2 separate regions of the Gossypium hirsutum genome follow, and region 1 is linked to region 2. Evidence: chromatin contacts called from public Hi-C data. All regions are on one chromosome and are shown on one strand. Each heading gives the region's core, a stretch centred on a gene start, on an enhancer-like site or on the middle of the called end of the contact. The rest is flanking DNA. Distances are from core to core; before and after follow the strand shown.

Evidence for each region. A called contact is a pair of places that touch in the nucleus more often than the background predicts.
Region 1: a contact with region 2 is called in a Hi-C map of leaf, with 4 times the contacts expected there. The contact joins the enhancer-like site here to the promoter of LOC107945331 in region 2. A contact is called at or near these places in 3 of 34 Hi-C or Micro-C datasets (callus and leaf).

What each region holds. Positions count from the first base shown.
Region 1 is chrD12:26,610,096-26,617,316 of Gossypium_hirsutum_v2.1, forward strand. No RefSeq gene overlaps it. Among protein-coding and RNA genes, the nearest start is that of LOC107945341, 11 kb to the right of the region's middle. Within about 2 kb of position 4,931, at least 2 of the 9 cell types and tissues checked have an H3K27ac peak or open chromatin away from gene starts, as enhancers often do. A contact at or near this core is called in leaf, where this site is marked.
Region 2 is chrD12:25,695,582-25,702,826 of Gossypium_hirsutum_v2.1, forward strand. LOC107945331 (putative uncharacterized protein DDB_G0286901) reads right to left here and starts at 4,388. Exons shown (of 3, transcript XM_016879292.2): 1 at 4,233-4,388; 2 at 4,033-4,129; 3 at 766-3,629. The coding sequence starts at 3,612. The coding sequence ends at 952.

The sequences.
Region 1 (7,221 bases), core at 3,681-6,180, 920 kb after region 2:
CTTTGATGATAATAGGGAATCATGTCAACTAAAGACAAGTTAGTTAGGACATGGCTATTGTAATAGGCCAATTTAGCCCGGACTCACAAAAAAAACCCAAAATAATAAAACAAAGTCCAAGTCCAGTCCAAAATTATATCATTTGGCCTGATCGAAATGGCCCATTACTTGAAAAGGTTGAAGGTCCATCTACAAGCTTGACGCATATGGAAACATAATCTTCAAGGATATGCAATCTTAGATATGATATGCAATCTTAGAAGATATGATTTTGTAATCTTAGAGATTTAATTTGTAGATACCATTTAATCTTAGCCGTTGATGTAATTGATCTATACCGTTGGATTTGGGGAGGCTCAACTATAAATAGAGGTCTATCCCTTCATTATAAAACACTTGAGTTTGGAGCAATAATAATTCTTAAGAGCATTCACTCAAATTTCCCCCTCTCTTGCGTTCTTATTTTCTGTAGCTTGTTCTTATTTTGTTCTTCGTTCATCTTCGTTTCTTTTTAAGTTGCTTTCATTTGAGTTGGATTTTGGTGGAGGGATTTTGTTGAATCTTCATATTGTGAGAGTTAGGTTGACTTAAGCGTTTTTTTAACTTTTTTTATTTATCCATTTAATTGTTTAATCATTAATTATTCTTTTACTTTTATTCATTTATTTATCCATCAACTTTCTTATTTACATATTGTTCATTCATTTAACCATTCTTATCATTCTTTTATTTTCTTCCATTAATTATATATTTTATTTGTTTTTAATATTATGTCACACATGTTGTTTATTTTTTTTAAAAACTCGTGTTATAAATCATCCATTTTAAATTGTTTGATTATTTGCTTTAAATTTTTTTCATATATTATCAATTGCAATTTTTTTTTTATACTATCTATTTTATATACCATTTATTTTTAAGATATTTTGTGTATAACTTGTTCTAAATTCCTTATTACACAATATTCATTTTTAAACTCATTTATATATTATTACTTTATATATTACCTATTTTCATTTTTTATATATTATTTATTCCAAACTTATACCTATATTACCTACTTTTTTATATATAATTTATTTATTGATTTGTATATTGTTGATTTTAAATTTATTTTTCCCTTGTTATTCATTTTCAAATTCATTATTTTTAAATTTGTTTACATTTTATTTTGCCTTATATTTTTATTTTATTTTATTTTATTTTATACTCTTTGTTTTAAATTCATTGGTCTTTGATTATTGATGCTAGTATTTAAATAATTGCCATTATGTGTTTTATAAATTGTTTATTTGTATTTTCATATTGCCTTTTTTTTATCAAAGTTTTTACACATTGTTTTAATATTGCGTCAATTTTCCCCAATTTTAAAAAAGAAAACTTTTAAAAATAAGGCAATATTCGGTACTTTGGAGCTTTGAGAAAATCGTGCCCTAACTTACTGGGTTTTGATTTTTTTTATCCAAATAACCGAATATCCTTTTTAAACTTTAATGCATGAGACAAGCTTAGTTTAGAAGGTTAAAATGACGTATCCTAACTTACTGGATGTGACATCTTATTACTTAGGGACAAGGAGGTCTTAACATCAAATTCGATTTATTCAGGTTTTTAAAGAGGATCGTATTTTAAAATTTTTTCAAATGTTCGACATTAAGACGTTAATTAATCGATTAGGTACCAATTTTTGGGCATTACGAGGGTGCTAATTTTTCCTCGTGTGTAACCGACTCCCGAGCCCGTTTTCTTGAATTTTGTAGACCAAAATCATTATTTTAATAAATCAAAATGTTTTATTAAAATGATTACTCTCAAGGTGACCCGATTACACCTCAAAAAAAATTGGTGGTGACTTCATTTTCATTTTAAAAGTCGACCTCGTTTATCAAAATAAAAATGATTTCGACAATTATGGATGAAGAATGTCTTCTTTACAAATAAGAGAAAGAAATATAAGACCATTTACTCACATGTGGATTCTCCAAACAACTATGGCAAGGAATTTTAAACTTATATTAGCTTCAAAGGAAAGCTCTCAATAAGGAAGAGGAATTGCATTGAGCCATACCTAAAGTCTAGAGAGGTAACTTACGTTAGCTTGGTTTTTTATCTAAATCAAGAAAGGTAATCTTGGAAATTTGAGTTGGGCATTGGTTAACCATCCTAGCCCAACTCAGCAAAAAAAAGGGTAACTTAGGGGTTTTTTCCCCTTTACGGATGTCATAGTCAGCTCCTTTATGTCTTAGTTAGATTGTGTTCTTTCGGTTTGATTAAACTACAACTTCAAACCTCGACAAATGTGTACTTCATTAATTAAATCCTATTTTCAAACTATTTTTTGAGGTTGAAATTGCAGTTGAGATGAAGATGATTAAATTGGAGTTGAGATGAAGAGAAATTAGTAACTTTTCATTTCTTGTTTTTTAATTTGGTTAAAAATACATATTGGGTGATGAAAAGAAATTGGTATCTTTCTTAATTTGCTAGGATGAAATCAAAATTGGGTATGAAGAAGTTGACGAAAATGGTATTCATATTTTTGAGGTTTCTTTTAATAGAAATAGAGTAATAATAAATATTGAGTAAAGTAATTTTTAGTGTTCTAAAAGTTGCACAAAAGGCTGATGTGGTGGGAAAAATGGCATGTGTCGTTTTTTTATTGATAAAATTAAGTGTGTTAAGGGCATGTCATTATCCCTTTTCCCAACTTACAAAAAAGAAGGGAAGAAAACAGCATGAATTGACATTACCAGATGAGCTCGTGTGGTGACTAATGTGACAAGCTTTTGATAAACCATTTAAAAGTGGGGCCAAACTAATTTGTGCTATGATTGTTTCACTACTCAATTGGAACATTAAAATGCCGTACGGTTCCTTTGAGTGCTCTCAAAACCCATTGAGCTGTCATCACTCTCTTCACCCTCAACCTTAATTTTCTGCCTTGCTTGCCATTAAAATAAACCCCTTTTCCGTTTTTATTTTTTATTTTCCTTTAACATTTCAAAAATATATATTCAAATTATTTTTTAACAAAAATGTTGATTAAAACATTAATTTTTAATAATTTTAATGTGATAATCTGTCTGATAAATTACATATTCTTTTATATTGACATATTATATCATATCAATAAATAATTTTAAAAATAAAATAAATAAAAAATTCAAAATTCAGAAAAACTATTTTACCTTCTTTTAATATATAAATTTGTTATCTTGGATCTTACAGCAAATGAAAGCCAAGTAGACTTGCAAAAGCAACGCATGCTTCTGAAAGGAAAATCATAACCTCATGTGAGATCAACATTTGGCTAAACTTTATAACATTAATAAAAAAGAGTTTGTGGGGTTTGTTTTGATTGATTGCTTTGCTAGTCAATCGCTTGGTAGCTCACAGTCAATATTAGAGACTCCTTGGTTGACACAAAGCTCAATTCACTATACACTAAATATTAAAAAAAAAGTAAACTATAACATTACTCTTTTAACTTTGATTACTTAATTAAAAAATTATAATTTAATCGTTAAACTATTAGGAATTATTATTTTTTATCATTAAACTATTCAAGAGTTTTTATTTAAGTCGCTAAGTTGTTAAGTTCTTTTTAAAAAAAAAATTCTGCCAGCAAACTCCAAACGACGATTCAACGATTGGTATAATAAATCAATACCCATCAAGAAGTAGAAGAACATACTTTAAATCTAACCCAATCTAACGGTAAGTGTTAGAGATCAGAAAAAAAAATATGTTTAAATTTTGATTCGTAGATTCGTGACGTCCAAAGTTGTTTCATAAAAAAATTAAAATTGTAGAAGAGAAGGAAAAAAAAGAGCTTTCAATTAGTGCAGGTAATGCGCACAGAGAAAGGCATATAACATTGATTTTAATAGTTCAATAACTTGAATGAAAATTTTTGAATAGTTTAATGATCAATTGTAACTTTTTTAATTAAGTGACCAAAACAAAAATTAATCCATAATTTAGTGACTAATGTAAAGATTACGCTTAAAAAATACACTATTTTTGCTCAAATTTTGTGTGCAATTTGCAAATGCTTGAAGCAAGAGGCAACAGCTTCCTCAAGGAACCTCAGGAAAAAAAGCACAAAGCAGAAACTATAGGCGACACGCAAGAATTCCCTGGCATAGTTTTAAGAAAACCATAAATTTAGCCTCCAATTCATTCTATTTTTACGGGTTAATTTTGGTTTTAGCAACCATTAGTTCTTTTTTTTTTATCATTGAAATCTACTTTATTAATTTTTTTTCATTAAAAAGAAAGAAAATTGGTTTTGTCCAAATTCAATCGAAATTTCAAATTGAAGAAGTCTTTTTGCCATTAAAAATGTGGTTTTGACACAAAACCCTCATCTTCATCTAAATGGATGTTAGGGCCACACCATTTATTTCCTTGTTTATACACACACATGGTTGTCCCTAGTCTCAATAGCACCCCCAACCAAGAAAAAGTGAACAAGCAAGCAAAGACCCAAATCTAATCCTATAATGTTGGTCACTTGGTCTACTTAAACAATTAATGTACTCTTTAGCGTACGGTTTGTCTTTAAAAAGTACTGAAAATTTGAGTATAGTTCACCATTATTTGGGTTGGAAAGATTTTAATGTTCTTATGGCTTTAATTTTAAGGTCTACAATTTAGTTGGGCTTCAATTTTCCCAATCAATGGTCCCCTAAACCATGGTCCTAGGCTAAAGGTCACAAGGGACCCAAGTGAATGCCTACAAACCAACATACTGTTGAGAGGGTTCTATCATTGCACTCTTAAAAGGGGTTTCTTGCTGACCAATTGAAAATGAAAGATCCCCCAACGACCCATTCATTTTTCTTTTGTGTGGTAAATCGGGGCCTCAAAGCCTTAATTTTGAGGCCTTCTCTTCTCATGGTTTCCTCACCTCAACTCTATTTAACAGCAGCCCAACAAAAAAATATCTTCCCCTTGTCTAATTGATGCCAAAATCAAAACTCTTGTCACCTTCAACCCTTAGCTTTGTGGGTAATTTTAAGGACAAATAAATATTGTTGAATCTATTTAAGAGAGGAATAAAGAGGAAGATGTGCAACCTTGGATGTGACAATCCATTTTCATTGATATTCATGTAAGAAAAAAAAAAGGGTATGATTAGTTTTTTAAATTATATTGTTAGTTACTAAATTATGGGTAAATTTTCATGTTAGTCACTTAACTAAAAAGTTAGAATTGGTCACTGAACTATTTGAAAGTTTTCATCTAAATCACTGAAACATTTAAAAGTTTTTGTTTAAGTCACTGGGTTGTTAAGTCTTTTTTTTTTAAAGTTGCGTCAATGAGCTCTAAGCAACGATTCGTTGACCAGTAGGTGAATCAATACCCATCTACGAATAGAAGAACATACCTTAAACCTAAGTCCATTTGATAGTCAGTGTCAAAAATCAAAGAAAAGTTGTTTAAATTTTAATTCGCAAATTTATGACGTCCAAAGTTGGTTCATGAAAAAAATTGAACTGTAGAAGAGAAGAGGAAAGAAAGCTTTCGATTGGTGCAGACAATGCAAATAGAGAAAGTCATATAGCATCAATTTTAACAACTCAATAACTTAATTGAAAGCTTTTAAATAGTTTAATGACCAAATCGTAACTTTTTAAAATTATGTGACAAAAAAACTCATAATTTTTAGTGATATAATTTACCTTTTATTATATGATATATCAACATTTGGTATAGTTTACCCCTAAAATTATATTATATATGAACATTTTCTTTCTTGCTTATTAAGTTTTTCAATACCTTTTATTAAGGTAGTGGTGATTAAAATTTAAAAATTATAGTTCGAATTTGTTTAAATATGTATTATCTTTGAATAGAATAATTTTAAAGTTTGAAATTAGTATTAAGAAATCACATCCTACTTGTAATTTTACCAAACAAGAGAGGGAGAGAGCTTGATTCGAATCACTACAAAAATGTGATCTTATAAAATATTTTAAGGAGTAGAATATGAATTTTGACTATAATTTTGTTTTTGTTAAAAAAGTTTTATTCCATAATTGATTCTATCATATCTTCAAGGTTTAAATTTTATAACTAACATACAAAAAAACCTCTTAAATACCTTGAGTTTTAATTTTTTTTATTAAAAAAAGTTACATCCTTAAAAATAAAGATGATTTAATTCAAACAAAATTGCAAAAATAACATACCAACGAATGATGGAAAAAAATATCTTGCAAGGTGTCTGTGAGCCAATAAATGTTAATGGTGGCGTATTGATGTCAACTTCACCCCATTTGAAGAGCCCAAACATGATATAATGGACCCCCAAGACACAAAAACATATGCATTGGTGGGACAACGCAATGCTCAGGTTGATTGTTAGCTTTCAAAATCATCACACCCTTTGCCCTTTTTCTATTTAAATTTGGACCTTGGTCGGATTATGCTGGATGATGATGGGCTTGTTGTAATTTCGACAGTGATTTTTTTGCATGTCATTTTTGAGACACAAAAGCCATTCCTCTTTTTCTCCCCTTCAAAGGATGTATATGTCTATGAACCAACACTTGTTTCATTTCAGACCTTACTTCTACCGCCTTTTAATTTTATATATAAATTTTCATATATTTTAAATTTAATCTCCATATTATATAACATTCGCCCCTTAAGCCATAAGGTCATACTTTATATTAATAAAATATTTTCTAGTTTTTAATTATATAACTTTAATAATAATAAAATATTAATATATGATGGACCTTGAAAAACTGAACTTAGAGGCTCAATATAGACTTTAAGGCTAAATTCCAAAATTAATTGATTTTGGCCCATACTCATGTATATTAATCTTCCTCTCAGCTCATTACGTAAAAGACCTCTCGGTAAATATTTTTGCATAAATTATGTTCTTTATTTATTTGACTTATTATTTTTTTCTTTTTCCTAATATGTTGTTATTTAATATATTACAGTATTTAGGTTTTTTGATTAAATTATGGTCAACAAAAAGATCAAATCTTTTTTCAAGAAAAGGATGTCAGAAAGCAATAATGATCAACCGGTTCCTCAACCTTCTGTTATTAGTGGAGAAAAATCAAATATCAGATCTTCCCAAACTCCTGGACGAGATATCAGGTCTTCTCAATCCCAAGCTCCTGAACTCGATATCAAGTCTTCCCAAGCTTCTGAACAAAATATCAGGTCTTCTCAATCCCAAGATCTTGAACAAGA
Region 2 (7,245 bases), core at 3,138-5,637:
GAATTCTTTTCTCATAAGTAGTAAATGTAATTAATTGAGGGCATTAATATTGTCCCTTGTGTTTTATGATTTATTTTATATTGATATCATTTAAATTACGTTTCTATTAAAAAAGATTCAACAAATAGTATTAGAGGCTAAGTTATATTATGTTGTTCTTTCTACCTAACTCCAGGTGAAGGCCCTTGCTGGTGTTGTTATGCATATGTTAAGTAATGGATTTTCTTGGTATTACATTAAAAAACGAAAGAGAGAATTGAGCTACATGAAAATGATTCAATAGTTGAGACTACCTATCAGAAAGAAGGATAATTAGTAAGAATGGGACAGGAAAATAGATTTGAGAGTTAAAACACTACCCACTGAAAGAGAAGAATATTGATTGATAAAGATGAAGATAAATCAGTGGTTAATGTTGAAGATGGAAGGTCTTTTCATAAGCAATAATAAATGTTACCAAGCGAAAGTTGGGATGTCAAAGGTTCGGTTTTAAGAGAAGAAAGTTTAGGTGGTGAGGCACCATCGGTTTTGGAGCTTTGCCAACCCCATTGATCCTTGTAAGTTGAGGAACAAATTCATGGGTTCAAATTGATGATCTAGGCTGCTGCTGCTGCTGCAACTAGACACAGTTGCAGAAAAAACTTTGGGATTCTCTTTCCGTTTTAATCAGAAGGCCTTCAGAAATATATTCTATTGACTCATAACCTATGACATTTCATGTTTTTCTAGACAGTAGAACGCTATTTAAGCATATACATATATGGCTTATGGAAACTTGTAGTGTTGATCATTAAAAGTAGAACTATAAGTACAAACAAACTTTTTCAGTACTAAATTCACAATAAAGCACAACAAGAAGCCAGCAACTTACAATTGCCTGATCATCTGGGGAAAAGGAAACAAAAATTCGATGACAGTAATGGTCATATAGCGAACAACAGAGCATCATTTTCACTCAGCAGCTACATTCTCGCCATTATCACCATTATTCCCATCATTTCTGGTACCTGGCAAAGTCCTAAACTTTGCAGTTCCATTGTTTTCGTTGTATATCTGTGAAGCATTATTGTTCTTATTCTTGCCCGAATTCCCATTGTTGTTGCTGTAGCTCTGAGCAACTTTGTTGTTTTCATTCTGACCTGCATTTTCATTATTGTAGGTCTGAGCCATATTAGTATCATTCTGACTTGTGGAATCCTGGTTGTTCATGTTGTCCTGAACAACAATGTTGTTCTCATTCTGACTTGCTTTCTCATTGTTGTGGTTGTTGTTTAAGTTCTCGGAAGCATTATTCTCATCCAGGCCTGCATTTTCTTTGTCGTTAATGCTCTGAGCAGCATTGTTCTCATTCTTATCTGCATTCTCATTGTTGGTGTCACTCTGAAAAGCATTGTTGTCCTCATTCCGACTTGCATTTTTGCTCTTCTGGGAACCATTATTCCCATTTTGATCTCCATTGTCATTGTCAATAACACCCTCAGCAGCATTGTTCTCATTTTGGCCTGCATTCTCATTGTTGTTGGTGTTGATCTGAACAGGATCATTGTTCTCATTCTGTCTTGCATTCTCATTTCCGTCGTTGTTTAAGTTCTGGGAAGCATTATTCTCATTCTGACCTGCATTTTCGTTGTCGGTAATGCTCTCAGCAGCATTTTTCTTATTTCGGTCTGCACTCTCATTGTTGTTGTTGTTCTTTAAGTTCTGAGAAGCATCATTCTCATTCTGACTTGCATTTTTGTTGTCAGTAATGCTCTGAGCAGCATCGTTCTCATTGTTATTGTTGTTCAAGTTCTGGAAAGCGTTATTCTCATTCCGAACTGCATTTTCGTTGTCGGTAACGCTGCCTGTATTCTCATTGTTGTTGATGTTGCTCTGAACAGCACCATTGTTCTCATTCTGATGGGCTTTGTCATTGTTGTTGCTCTGGGAATCATTATTCTGATTCTGACCTGCGTTTTTGTTGTCCTTGTAGCTCTGAGCAGTATTATTCTCATTGTGACTTGCATTCTCGTTGTTGTTGGTGTTGCTCTGAGCAGCATTTTCATCTAGATTTGAATTATTACTGTCCTTTTCAGTAACCTCTTCATTTGCATTTGCATTTGCATTAGTGCTGCTCTGATTGTCAGTGCTGATGTCTTTCTCATTTACATTTGCATCATTGTTGGTATAGCCGCCACTCTCATTCTCCTTCTGACCTGGACCGGCATTATCATTAGTGTTTGAGGAAGTTTTCCCTCCTTCGGCAATTGAAGAATCAGAAGCATGAACTTCTTCATTCTGACCAGCATTCGAATTATCAATTGTGTTCAAGGAAAGAAGTTTTCCTCGCGTACCCTCTACTCCAGAATTATCGTAGGATTCTTCCCTCTGAACTCTGTCATTTTGGCTTGTAAATGAAGAGGCAGAATTCTTATCTGATCCTCTCCATGCATTGAAGTTCTCAGTCTGTTCATTTGATTCAACAGATTTAGAGTTACCGGTAGAGGCTGTAGAACCTTCGCTAGCTCCATCCATGTTTTCAGTCAAAGTAGCAATTGCATTTGAATCTGACTGCTCGCCATTGCCACCTGAGTCCGATTGTTGATCATTTTCATTCTGAGTTGTGTTGGATGTCGCATCTGCCCCATCCTGGTGCTCATTTGATTTTGTATCTCTCATGGAAGCCTCAGTGCTCTCATAACCACTCTCAGGATAGTTTTCAGTTGTCCCATTTTCCTGCTCATTTGACTCGTTATGATGGACATTGGCTGCTTCACTGCTATTCGATCCTTTCTCCTGCTCAAATTCATTTTTATCATTGTTTTCCGGTTCCTCCAACTCATTGGAATTTTTCAAATCACTTGTCTCATTCTCCATCGCGACATGTTGGGTATCATGGATTACTTCACTTGAAGCATCACCCCCTTTGTAATGTTCTTCTCTTGCTTCTTCATTATTCCTGTCTACTCCATCATTGACCCGATCATCAGAATTCTCTACCTCATCTCCGCTTTTCTGACTCTCTTTCTCGCCACTTTCTGTTGCATTACTCTCTTCCCCAATATGCTTATTTTCCTTCTCTTGACTCTCCTCGGTGTTTTCTTTCTCCTCGAGCTCCGCATTGACTTCACTCGCCTTGTTTTCACTGTCCTCTTTACTCTCTTCTAACACTTCCTCTCCACTCTCCAGGTCTCCATTTTCCTTCTCTTCACTCTCATGGTTCCGACTTTCTTCATTTTCCTTCTCTCCATATATAGAAACTTCTCCACGCTCGGTTTCCTTTCTTGGCATAGCAATGTCATGCTCATGCATTGCATCATCATCCCCATTCCCTCTTTCTTCATTGTCCGTTTCATCAAGCTTGTTATCATCTTCTCCAAGCTTGCTTTCTTCCTCTTCTTCCTCCTTGTCCTGCACATCCTTAATAATCGTTTCCTTTGCTTGAGGAAGGTCCTTTCTCCCCAACTTAATGACTTCATTCGCGGATTTCTGATACTCCGCTTTCTTCTCACTAGAGTGCCTAACTTGGTAAAGCAACCATATGCAAATAGCAACCAGAAGACATATTTGTAAAGCATGCTTTACCTTCAAACCTTTGGATCTTTGATTCCTATGAGATGAAATCCTGAACATGGCGAACTTTCTTCAACCTGCTGGCAAAACACAACCAGCAGCATATTTATTTTGTAATTAGATATATAGTAATACACTATATCAACAAGAACCAACAGCCTAACATTAGAGAGAGAATGCGAAAACTCGAGCACACATTGACAATATAAGCAATGACAATGCAGATCGTCCCATCCCATGAACTAAAGCTTAAATGGTAGTTTATCATGAACAGTCGCATGCTTTCATAAGTTATACAAGAGATAAAAAGTACAATGAAACCCAATCATGTTTTTCCTCCGGTTATTCTCAAAAAGGAAAAGAAAAATAAAATGCAATATCAAATTTGTATTAAAAATCTGAAACAGATCAAACCACCTGAATTTTAAAGTTAACCCATTTTTTAACACTTAAATTGTAAAAGCTTGGATAGAGACTTGCCTGGAATCCAAATGATCAGGAAGAAACTAACAATGGAAACCTTTTTCTTTTTAGGTGAAATTCCGAGAATAGTTCTATATCCAGGAATTTGGACGAACTGAAAAAAGAAAAAGAAAAGACTTCAATGGAAGATTAAAAGGAATGGAAAATTAGATTGGATCTGGAAATGGAGATGGAAAAACAGAGTCTCAAACTCGTACAAGCCTGCATGCGTGCTCCTTAAAAAGACATTCCATCGATCTCAGCAAAACTGAAATCTCCTGCAATCTCACTCTTACTCTTTGTCTTCACTCTCTTGATGGCGCGTGAAATTACATGACATTATCTATACTTAGGGATGGGCCATGGCAATGGACGGACGGGGCAACACGGTTTTTTTTCCTCGTGCTCACTCGATTCAATTTTATATCTTCTGTTTCGATTTTTTCTCGCTTTTGATTATACCAGCTAGGAAAAAAATTCTCCACTCTTACCTAGAGGTGTTCATGGGCCGGGCAGCCCGGCCCGGCCCGACGGCCCGCTCAAAATATGGGAGGGTTTAGGTAAAAATATATGCCCAAAATATGGGCTTAGGCAAAAAAATGAGGCCCGTTTAGGAAACGGGCCGGGCCTCGGGCACCACTTTTTTGGCCTGGGCCCGCCTCGAATATAATAAATATATATTTTTTATTTTTAAAAATATTTTAAAATACTTTTTTTATTTTTAAAATATTTTTTTTAATTTTCTAAAATTTTTTTTGGTTTTTATTTAAAAAATGGGCCAGGCCGGGCCCGGGCTTAGGAATTTTCCCCCGGGCCGGGCCTGAACAAAATTCCAGGCCCATATTTCGGGCCGGGCCTGGGCCTAGGACTCGGGCCAAAAAATTTTTATGGGCCCAGCCCGAACCCAGCCCGGCCCATGAACACCTCTACCCTTACCCATCCATTTTGAAATATTAAATAAAATTTTAAAAAATATTTTATTAAAGCATATAAATAGCTAAAATTTTATAAAAATCAAAAAATCTAATTAAAATAAATAAAATTAGTTATATGTAACTCTTTCCGTCGAAATGATTTTTGTCAACAAAAGCTCACACATAAAAAACTCACCTAACCATCCATCATGTCACATTAAATGCATCCATCACACCCTTTACCTTTAACACGAGTGTAATAAAACCTTCCATGATCCAATATCAAGTCCCTTAACACAATCTAAACGTGTCTTGCAGGGATGACGTTAGAAAATTATTTTAGGGGTAATAAATGAATCATCAATTATTAAGGGGCAAAGTACAATTTTACAATTATAATAACATGTATTTTCATAAAAAAAACAAGATAGAATATCATTCCCTAAAAAGCCCGTATCATGCTCGTATCATGCCTTCCTTCTATAAAAAGACCCCTAAATACAAAGACAATGACCAAAAAAGGATACAACAAGCCAATAGTTAATAAAGTTTCATTTAGGTTCCCATGCTGATCACTCATTATTTCCAAATGCTCCCATCTACGACTTTCAACACCTAAATTATGGTATGAGTCACCATTTGCCACCATGGCTCAACCAAATGGAAAATTCCCCTCCCAAAAGGTAAAGGGAGAGCAACAGATTAGCAACAAGCTACACAATAACAAAATAACTTAGACCACCATGTGACAAAAAAATTACCAACAAAGGCTAATAAGTCGAAACTACTAGCTTAGGCATAAGAACAACCAACATGGCTACTATTATGTCGCTCAAAGCAACCTCTACAACGACCAAAACGACTTATTATATGGTTCAAAATGGCGCATACTATGATGGTTATTTTTGATACCATCAACAAATTCGCATACACATTAGCTACACTTCGGGCACCACAACCTACCCATTCCAATGATGAAAAATCCCATTACGTAAAACCTAACACCAAAATCTTAGGAATATTTTTTAGCTACAACGTGAACTCATCCAAACAAGCTAAAATGAGACATCTTAAAGAGAAGACCTAGAGAAAGAAAGAAACATGGCCTGATGGGACTCAACCACCAAACAAAAGAGGAATCGTCCTTTATTGCCCCAATGGATGACATAGTAACTCCACAAGCAAAGGAAGTAAAGCAACAGAATGAGGAGATCATCAAACCGAGATGACACTCCGTCAATAACAAAATACACTTGTGAAAAAGTGTTATGAGAAAATAGATCAGCTCCCTACAAAAAGAAAAAGGTCAATGATTTCAAATGGGCTCCTTACGCGAATAACCCTTTGGCACCCAAGGTACTGGCAGAAAGATTGCTCCTTAATTTTAAGCTTCCTAGGAAATGTACGGTAGTAAAGACTCTAACGACCACTTAACCTATTGCAACAACCACATAGACATCATGAGAGCATAAGATGCGCTCAAGTGTAAGGTATTCACCATGATGTTGAGAGAGCATGCTAGAACATAGTACTCAAATCTGTAGGCGGAGATGTGACACCTCACACCCGACTCGGTCGCTCGAATTAACTTTTAGTTTAATTTCAATTAAAACTTCAAGATATCATAATTCATATAAATAAACTCAATGTGAATAAAAAAATTTTCAAGTTATGTAAAACAATTTAGAAATATTTTAAAATGAGTTCTAGGTGTTCAGGGATATTGGAACCAAGTTCGGGTCTCTAAGGATCAAAACAACTCAAAACAAGGGAAGTATCCCTGTCTGACCTAGTAGTATTGGTACAAGTAGGTACTTGTGTTGATACATCTGGCTGGTATTGTTCATTTTTGGCTATTGACTTACTTGTAGCAATACATCTAACCACTTACACTGAAGCAAGTATGACAGGACCCAAAAATGACCCCAAAACCCACCTAGTTTGACTCAAAACAATACTAATTCATTTCTAAACTTTATGTGACATCACATACAAGTTATAAACTTCATACATGCCTAATTAAACTCATTTAAATACATGATTACTATCATGCTCTCAACATTACCAACCTCAAATATAAATTATCATATTAGAATGCAAGCAAAATGTAAATTATGGCATAACATGGCATCAAACTCATGCATAGTAAGTCTCTAGCATCAAACTCATACATAGGATAAAATATTTCCACGCTTTTCTACATATATAGCCACACTCTCACAAGTCTCTAGCATAGTAAGTACCAAAACATCAAAAGTTACTCTAAAACCAATTTATGACATTAGGTACATGCCAACTTGCTACAAAGCTCACAAAA